2 separate regions of the Sus scrofa genome follow, and region 1 is linked to region 2. Evidence: chromatin contacts called from public HiChIP or PLAC-seq data. All regions are on one chromosome and are shown on one strand. Each heading gives the region's core, a stretch centred on a gene start, on an enhancer-like site or on the middle of the called end of the contact. The rest is flanking DNA. Distances are from core to core; before and after follow the strand shown. Region 1 holds the start of RIT1 (Ras like without CAAX 1). Region 2 holds the start of ARHGEF2 (Rho/Rac guanine nucleotide exchange factor 2).

Region 1 (3,761 bases), core at 741-3,240, 69 kb before region 2:
AGTTCTAAGTAAATTATCTTAAGCCCTAAATTAATTTTATTCCTAAAATTCCCACTGTAGTGTGAATTCCTGAACAATGTTCTAAATTTAACATAGTACATGAAAAATAAGAACTGTTTCTATTTTTCCCCAAGCCACAGAAGCATCTACTATATAAAATGGTAACAACCAAAGGTAGGTTGGCACAGAAAAATTATTGGCTTTATGAAAAAGAGCAGTAGAGTCCTGACCCAATGGGAAATCCTTCCTAGAGACTCAGGATCACAACAAAAGTGTCACATCCTGAAAATACAAGTGATATGGCAGAACTTCTGTGCCCTCCTCTACCCCCATCACCATTTTTCTTCTTCACTGGGAAATAACCCCTTAAAATCAAATCTGCTTCCTTATGGTCCAGGAATGACAGTAACATTCCTAAGGTCTATGGCGAATAGCAGCTAAAAAAAGAAAAAAAAAAAGGGCACAAGAAAATTAGTTTTTACTTACTAACAGTGGTTTACTAACAATAGAGCATTAAGATTATAGAAGACGTGAAGAAAGACCTTGCTGTGTAATGAACTTGAGGTATAAGGAAGTAAATGAAGGGCTTCTAGTGGAACAAGTCCAGGCTCTGCATGTCTGGGTTGTAAGAGTTCAGCAGGCTGGCTCTACTTGTTTTTCTGCTTCCTTTTGTGGAAGTTCAGACCAGCTGACTCATAGTTACAGAGTTAGTCTCAAATCAGACCCTTAAAGAAATGATAGCAAAAGCCTTCTGTTAAGTGGCCTTTAAACTTTTCCTTTAATCTGACGATACAGTAGAGCAACCATAAAAATAAAACAAAGTGTCCCAGTAATATTTAATAAAAAACAGACTAAGATGGCTTATGTACATATAAAGTTAAGCTAAGAAAAAAAAGTCATTTGCTTATCAACTGCCATGTTATTCTTGTTAAGTAAATCTAAACCAGACACCCAAAAGGCTCAAAATATAAATGGTCTAAAACTGTTTCAAAAACTGACACCAAGGCCTTTTTATGGGGTTTAGTGGAAAAACCTAAGTGACAGTCTGACTTACCAATGGTGGGGTCATGATCTTCTGGAAATCGGTGGCTGATGAACTGCATGGTCATGGCTTTAAAACAAGAAGCGAAAGTTAAAATAAATACAAAGATGACCAACAGAAAGAACTGCAAGTATCAATATTGCAGGACAGTCTCCTACTTGGTTTTCGGGGAGGGCATCTGTTGTGAGCATTTTTCATTCTTACTTCTTTAAAATGGAAAATGTCACCTACCGCTTTTCCCTACACCGCCAGCACCTAGCATCACTAGTTTGTATTCCCGTGACAGCCCTGCAGGGCTGTTACAGCTACCAACTGGGCGAGTTCCAGAATCCATTGTCCTCTTGGAGAATCCTGGGCTGCCCGGAGGAAAAGGCACCTGGAAAGAAAGAAAATATTTAATCCAGGATGGAGACCCCGTGACGACAGTCCTAGAGCCAGTGCCCTACCCCTGCTCCCTTTCTGGCGACCCTCAGGCAACACGTAGCCTCACCTTCCCTCCAGGGCAGCTCAGACCCATGACATATCATAGATTTTCTGAATTACTACTTTTTTTCAAAAAAGAATAAAAAGAGACAAAGAAATTTGGCATTTCTTTGCAGACTGGGACGCCGGCACAGCAGGAGGGAGCCCAGTGAGAAAGTGCAGTTTGGGACTTAGGCCTCAGGGTTTCCTCTCAAGCCCGCGGTACCCGGAGGTTCAGCCCCCTCTCCATTCCCCTCGGAGGCTGCTCTCCTCCCCCGGCAGCACCTCGCGCCGCCATCAAGCCCCCCACCCTTCCGCCTCACAAGCCAACCCCTCCGCTGCTCGTACCCGTCGGAAGGTTAAGGCCACTGCCGGGTCTGATCACCCACTTCGTCCTCGGTCCTCCTCATTCGCGGCGAGGATCTGGCACTGACCTGTGACCCCTCCCGCAGCTGGGGAAGATGGCGCCAGCAGCGCCCGCGTCTCAGCAGGAGGGGCGGGGCCGCCCTCGTGACGCAGGGGACTGGCCCCGCCTCCTCCGGGGAGGACCATCTCCTGCCAGGTCCTCAAACCCCGCTCATCGCTGAAGGCCCTGGGGGAGTGCCACACTCAGCGCCCCCCTCTGCCACAAAACTATTTACACCAAAGTCAAGCAAGGAGGATGTGATAAGGGGCACACTGGAGACTTCTACAATAACAACTTGCCCAGGACCATTTATGAGAAAAACAAATTTGGCCAAATGTAATGAGGAAATGGGCACCTGCCAACCCCCCCCCCAAACAGGACCAAGGTGTTATTGCTTAGTAACAAAAAAAAGCACCTGGCTTTGACTTTACAGCAATAAATTAAGACACTATCAATTCTGTTCACCTGTATTTAGGTGGGTAACACATAGAAGTACTAGAAGGAACTTTATATGGGCAAAATTTTCTGTTGCAACTTCTGCCCATCCTTCTTCCTTTCTAAGCATGTTTTTCCAAGAATACTTATATTTCCTGGAGTTCCCGTGGTGGCTCAGTGGGAATGAACCCAACTAGCACCCATAAGGACACAGGTTCGATCCTTGACTTTGCTCAGTGGGTTAAGGATCCAGAGTTGCCGCGAACTGTGGCTCAGATTCGGCACTGCTGTGGCTGTGGTGTAGGCCGGCAACTACAGCTCCGATTCACCCCCTAGCCTGGAAACTTCCATATGCAATGGGTGCAGCCCTAAAAAGCCAAAAAAAGAAAAAGAATACTTTCACTCAGTCCTTTTAACCACATTCAATAAAGGAGGGCAAGAAAATGAAAAGGAAAAACATCCACCATAACAATCCTTTACATTTCACTTGGACTTTGCAGGGTTTACTTTGAAAAGTCATAAAACACTTGGAACTAAAAGAAAAAAATTAAAAAAACAAAAAACAACAACTTGGAACTAAATGCAAACTCTTGGGTCCAGGTATGTATTTTTCTGATGGGGGTTATAGTATGCTGTGAGCAAAAAAGTTTATGAATTTTAGTGCATGGATACGTTGTGGAAGAAAGAACAGAGAAACCACAAGCAGAATATTTATACATTTATTTATAATGAAATTATGTTCTAAATATTTACAACATATAGGAAACCAGAGGATACATTTATACAAAGCCAGCCTGCAAAGTATTCAAATGTGCAAAAATGATAGTTCAATATCTCAAACTACTCCTGGTTCAGCAGACTAGCTCCTTCACTTTCACACATCAATATTTGATACAAAAAAAGTTCTTTTGGCAAAACCTGTAATGCCAAGAAAAAGGACAAGTCGCAATCTCAGTCACTAAGTCCACCATTCTATTGCGAGCAGTCAAATCTCTCTATTTTCGCTGCAACCAGTTCTGAGAGAGACAGACCACTGGGTTTCATTTCTGTGATGAGTTCTGACCAGCTTTTGATCAAGCAGTTTTCTCTGACCCACTTGAAGACAAGGAGCTTAGACGGGCAATAAAAACAGCAATGGCTCTCTGAGACGAGAGTGCCTGAAGGTGCCAGCTTTGGATCATCCCAAAGAAATAAAGAAAACCTTCAATTCCCCAGGATCCAGCTATATTCAACAGTTTTAAATTAGTAAAACCACGTTTTCCAAAACAAAGAATCCAAAAATGAAACAGGGACGCAGGGGTTCTTAGATCTAAGTACTGAAAAGAAAGGATGGTCTTAAAATCATTTCCCCACTAATAAATAGTAAGGCTTTGTTTGGAACCAGTTATTATCAAAATTGACCAAACAGTAGTAAAA
Region 2 (3,461 bases), core at 723-3,222:
AACAATATACAGTCAAAGCCCTAGGTTTGTTACACAGCTCCACTTCTTACTAACTATGGGGTCTTGTTAGCCTCTAAGTTATCTTGTCTACAAAATGGAGATTAAATACTTATCCTTTGCCAGAGCGTTATAAGAATTAAATGAGAGGACCTCTGGAAAAGGGTTCTGTCAACTCTATAATGCTAGTCAAATAAGAACGAATAAGGCACTTCCTTCTCTCACTGCTTGACTGAACTCTTTGGCCCCACCCCTGCTGTTTATCAGCTTAAGGCCCTATTCTGAGCTGGGAGGAGGGGGAAGAAAAGATTTAGGGCTGCAAGCACTCATATTCCTGAGGAAGCAAGATGGACCAGGCGATGATGGGATGGGAAACAGGAAGATGGGACCAGAGGGCTGTGAGGAAAGGCAAGTGAGACAATGTCCTGATTCTGAGCTCTTTTCTGCCGCCTGCTTGAGCTCCACCAGTCTCTGGCCACTTTCTCCTTCATCTATTCACTGAACTCCTAGGTCAAGGGAGGGCAAATGCAGACCAGGCGAGATCTAGAGAGCCCCCTGCCAGCGCTGACTTCCCCTACCATTCCCGTTGCAGGAAAGGAGGGTGATTTCTGCCCTCAAACTTTCCTACCCTGAACAGAGTGCCTGCAGGGAGGGGGACTCAGATCCCAGGTCTCCGTGTTGGCTTTGTTCTCTAGAGAGCTCTGCTCCAGTCAGAGAGAGGAAGCCTCACTGCCCACCTACCCTGCTCTCAGACTGCCTGGTCTTGTGCCTCCACTCCCCATCTGTGGCCTGTGGTGAGAAGGTACTAAGAACCGCGTTTCATTTCTGCCTTCCCTGCTCACCCAGAGGAAAGAGAATTCTAGCTAAAAGGCTGGCCAAGACGAGCCCTGGCACTGTGGGTGGGGCTGGGAGGAGCCCAGGTAACCTTACTGGGTGAGACTCTGTGGTGCTTCCAGCTAAATCTGATGCTGTCTTGTCTGGGGTTTCTTTCAGTGCTCAGAAGCCGCCCAAGTGGGAAAGTACATGCACACAGGGGGAAGCCAGAGAGGAAAAGGGGGGTGGCTCATTCTGCCAGTAGATGAAGAAAGTGGAAATGCATTCAAGTGGCAGGCAGAGCTCCCAATTTCACAGAGCCTGGGGGTTGGGAATAAGGAGGAGAGCAATGTGCCTTCACCGTCCTGGGGTCAGAACTGCACATGTACGGTGTGTGTGCGCACTTCCATAATCATACACTTTCCTGGCTTCCACTCTGCCTATGGTCTAATTTCAACTCCTTCAGCTGCTGTATCCACCCATAAAATTATGAGTGTAAAAGCACTTTGCAAACCCTAATGCCCTCTGAAGAAGTAAAAAGTATTGCTGTGATTATTATCATTATTTTGTCCGATGGTTAAGATTTCTGCTGCCCACCTCTTAGCTATGTGGGGCCTAAAGAGAGGGAGGGCTGGGCAACTCCTCAGCTTCCGAGGTTCCTGGCCCTTCTCCTCTTCCAGCTGTCTACAGCTGGCTGAGAAGCTGGAGGCATGGGGAAAGCAGAGCAAAGGTAGTTTACTGGGATACAGGGAGGGAGAGAGGGACACATAACATTTCCCTTCAAACTTGAACCATTGCCCTGAGTCTTTGCCACCAGGAGAAGCTGGGGAAGAGAGCAGATGGTAGGTGGAGAGGAAGAATCAGGGAGGGCAGTGGGTCCCGAGCCTTCTTCTCCCTCCCTGGGTACTCCCCCCCCACCGCCCTGCACTCCTACCTTGGCCTTTCCGGTCATGCCCAAGATGAAGCTGAGGGTCCGTCGCAGGGAGGAGCCTGCCCAGGTACCTGAGCCCCCTTCCAGCTGGCTACAGCTGCAGAGAGAAAAAGAAGAGGTGAGGAGAGAGAAAGAGAGCTGGGAAAGAACAAGATACTCCCAGAGAGATGGTGGATGAAGGTACCATGGCCAGGAGAGAAGGAAGATACAGGGCAGAGACTGAGAGAAGGGTGAGGAAGAGCGAGGAAGGACTGGAGAGGAAGATGTCCCCACCCCCTCACCTCCTGGGATTTCCTGGATGCAGTCACTGCAGTTTCCCAGGCCCCTCTATTTATGAGGAAAACTCTGTCTCCTCCCAGATAAATACAGACACCACCCCCCTTCCTACCTAATCCAGGCCCAATCTCCTCTTTCATGCTGCTCCCCAACGGAAATGATATGGGGTGAGGGGAGGGAATCTCCAGGGAGGACTTTTTCCCTGCACAAAACAAGAGCTCTGTGTACGACCCTCTGCTATTTGGAAAGGGCCTCTGGGCCTAACGCCAATAAGGACTGAATTTCCTGGGATTTCATCAGCCCCATCCCATGAGCTAATCCCAAACCCAGAGCCAGGAGGATGTGTCAGCTAGAGATTTTCAAGACCACAAATCAAAACTTGATATCTTAAAGGGGCCATTACTAGCTCACACACCCACACTGTCTTAGAAGGCTGACCCACTCTAATCAGGCTTCGGCCGAAGGAGCCAAATAAACAGGTGCTGATTTTGCGTACTTATTTACATAGATGTTGAAATCTCCCAGCTCCCACCTCGAGTCCTGAGCTATGTGCATCAGCCCCTGCCCTCTCCTCTCGGAGCGCTATAGCCCTTGCCCAGCTCTTCTGAGGGCCACTCCCCATTGGTCTATTACCTCAGCCATCCAAAGCTGATCCAGGATCCTTGATCACTGTCTCTCCCTGATTGCACAGCAGCCAATCTGCCTGCTCACCTTTCTGACACTGAGAACAGCAAACAACCTCCCGCTCATTTATTTACCAGACACCCTGGGATCCAGATATTCCTTTTCTTTCCCTAATGTCTTCCTCATCCCATGGAGCTGCCAGGAACCTCCTTAGTTTTCCCTGGCCAATGAGAAGCGGAATGTTAGGCAGCCCAGAGAGAAGGCTATTTGGAGGTTTTTGATTAGAAACATTAAGGGGAACAATGTTTCAGGAAGCAGAGACCCTTGGAGCTATAGAACCCATTGCCCAGTCCCACTGCCCCTCCCCCATCTAGGCCTCTGAAGGGCTCCGAGTCCCCCAAACTCACCTTTGGCTGAGCTCAGCAGCAGAGGACTGGGACAAATTTCCTGCCAACACAAAAGGAGACCATGAAGTGTCCAGCTAAAGCCAGACAAAGGCGCCCAGAGCTGCCTCCCCCACCCCCTCCACCTGGATCAGGTTCCCAAGCTGCAGGTGCCTGTGACGCCATTCCTGAGGGCGGGCACTGGGGAGTAGGGAAGGAGGGCGGTGTCTCAGCAGAGCAGAGCTGAAGAACTTCGGAGCCACAGTAACAGAGCACTGGGATTGTGTGGAGACAGGGCAGGAAGACCAATGTCTCAGTTCTGTTTCTGGTGAAGGTGGAGGGCAGAGGATTGCCTTGGAGTTCCCAAAGCCTCATCTTACTGTCAAGGTACATTGCAGGTAACTGTCCTCCATCTCTAGTGACAGGAGATGCTAGAA

The links. HiChIP or PLAC-seq counts read pairs in DNA pulled down with a chosen protein or histone mark.
Region 1: an H3K27ac HiChIP or PLAC-seq map of alveolar macrophages shows a contact between it and region 2. The contact joins the promoter of RIT1 here to the promoter of ARHGEF2 in region 2.

The regions. Positions count from the first base shown.
Region 1 is chr4:94,115,950-94,119,710 of Sscrofa11.1, reverse strand. It overlaps RIT1 (Ras like without CAAX 1), which reads right to left and starts at 1,990. Exons shown (of 6, transcript NM_001077230.2): 1 at 1,853-1,990; 2 at 1,274-1,418; 3 at 1,055-1,111. The coding sequence starts at 1,376. KIAA0907 (UPF0469 protein KIAA0907 homolog) reads right to left here. Exons shown (of 15, transcript XM_001928648.6): 15 at 3,049-3,761.
Region 2 is chr4:94,047,707-94,051,167 of Sscrofa11.1, reverse strand. ARHGEF2 (Rho/Rac guanine nucleotide exchange factor 2) reads right to left here and starts at 1,972. Exons shown (of 23, transcript NM_001128463.1): 1 at 1,926-1,972; 2 at 1,745-1,838.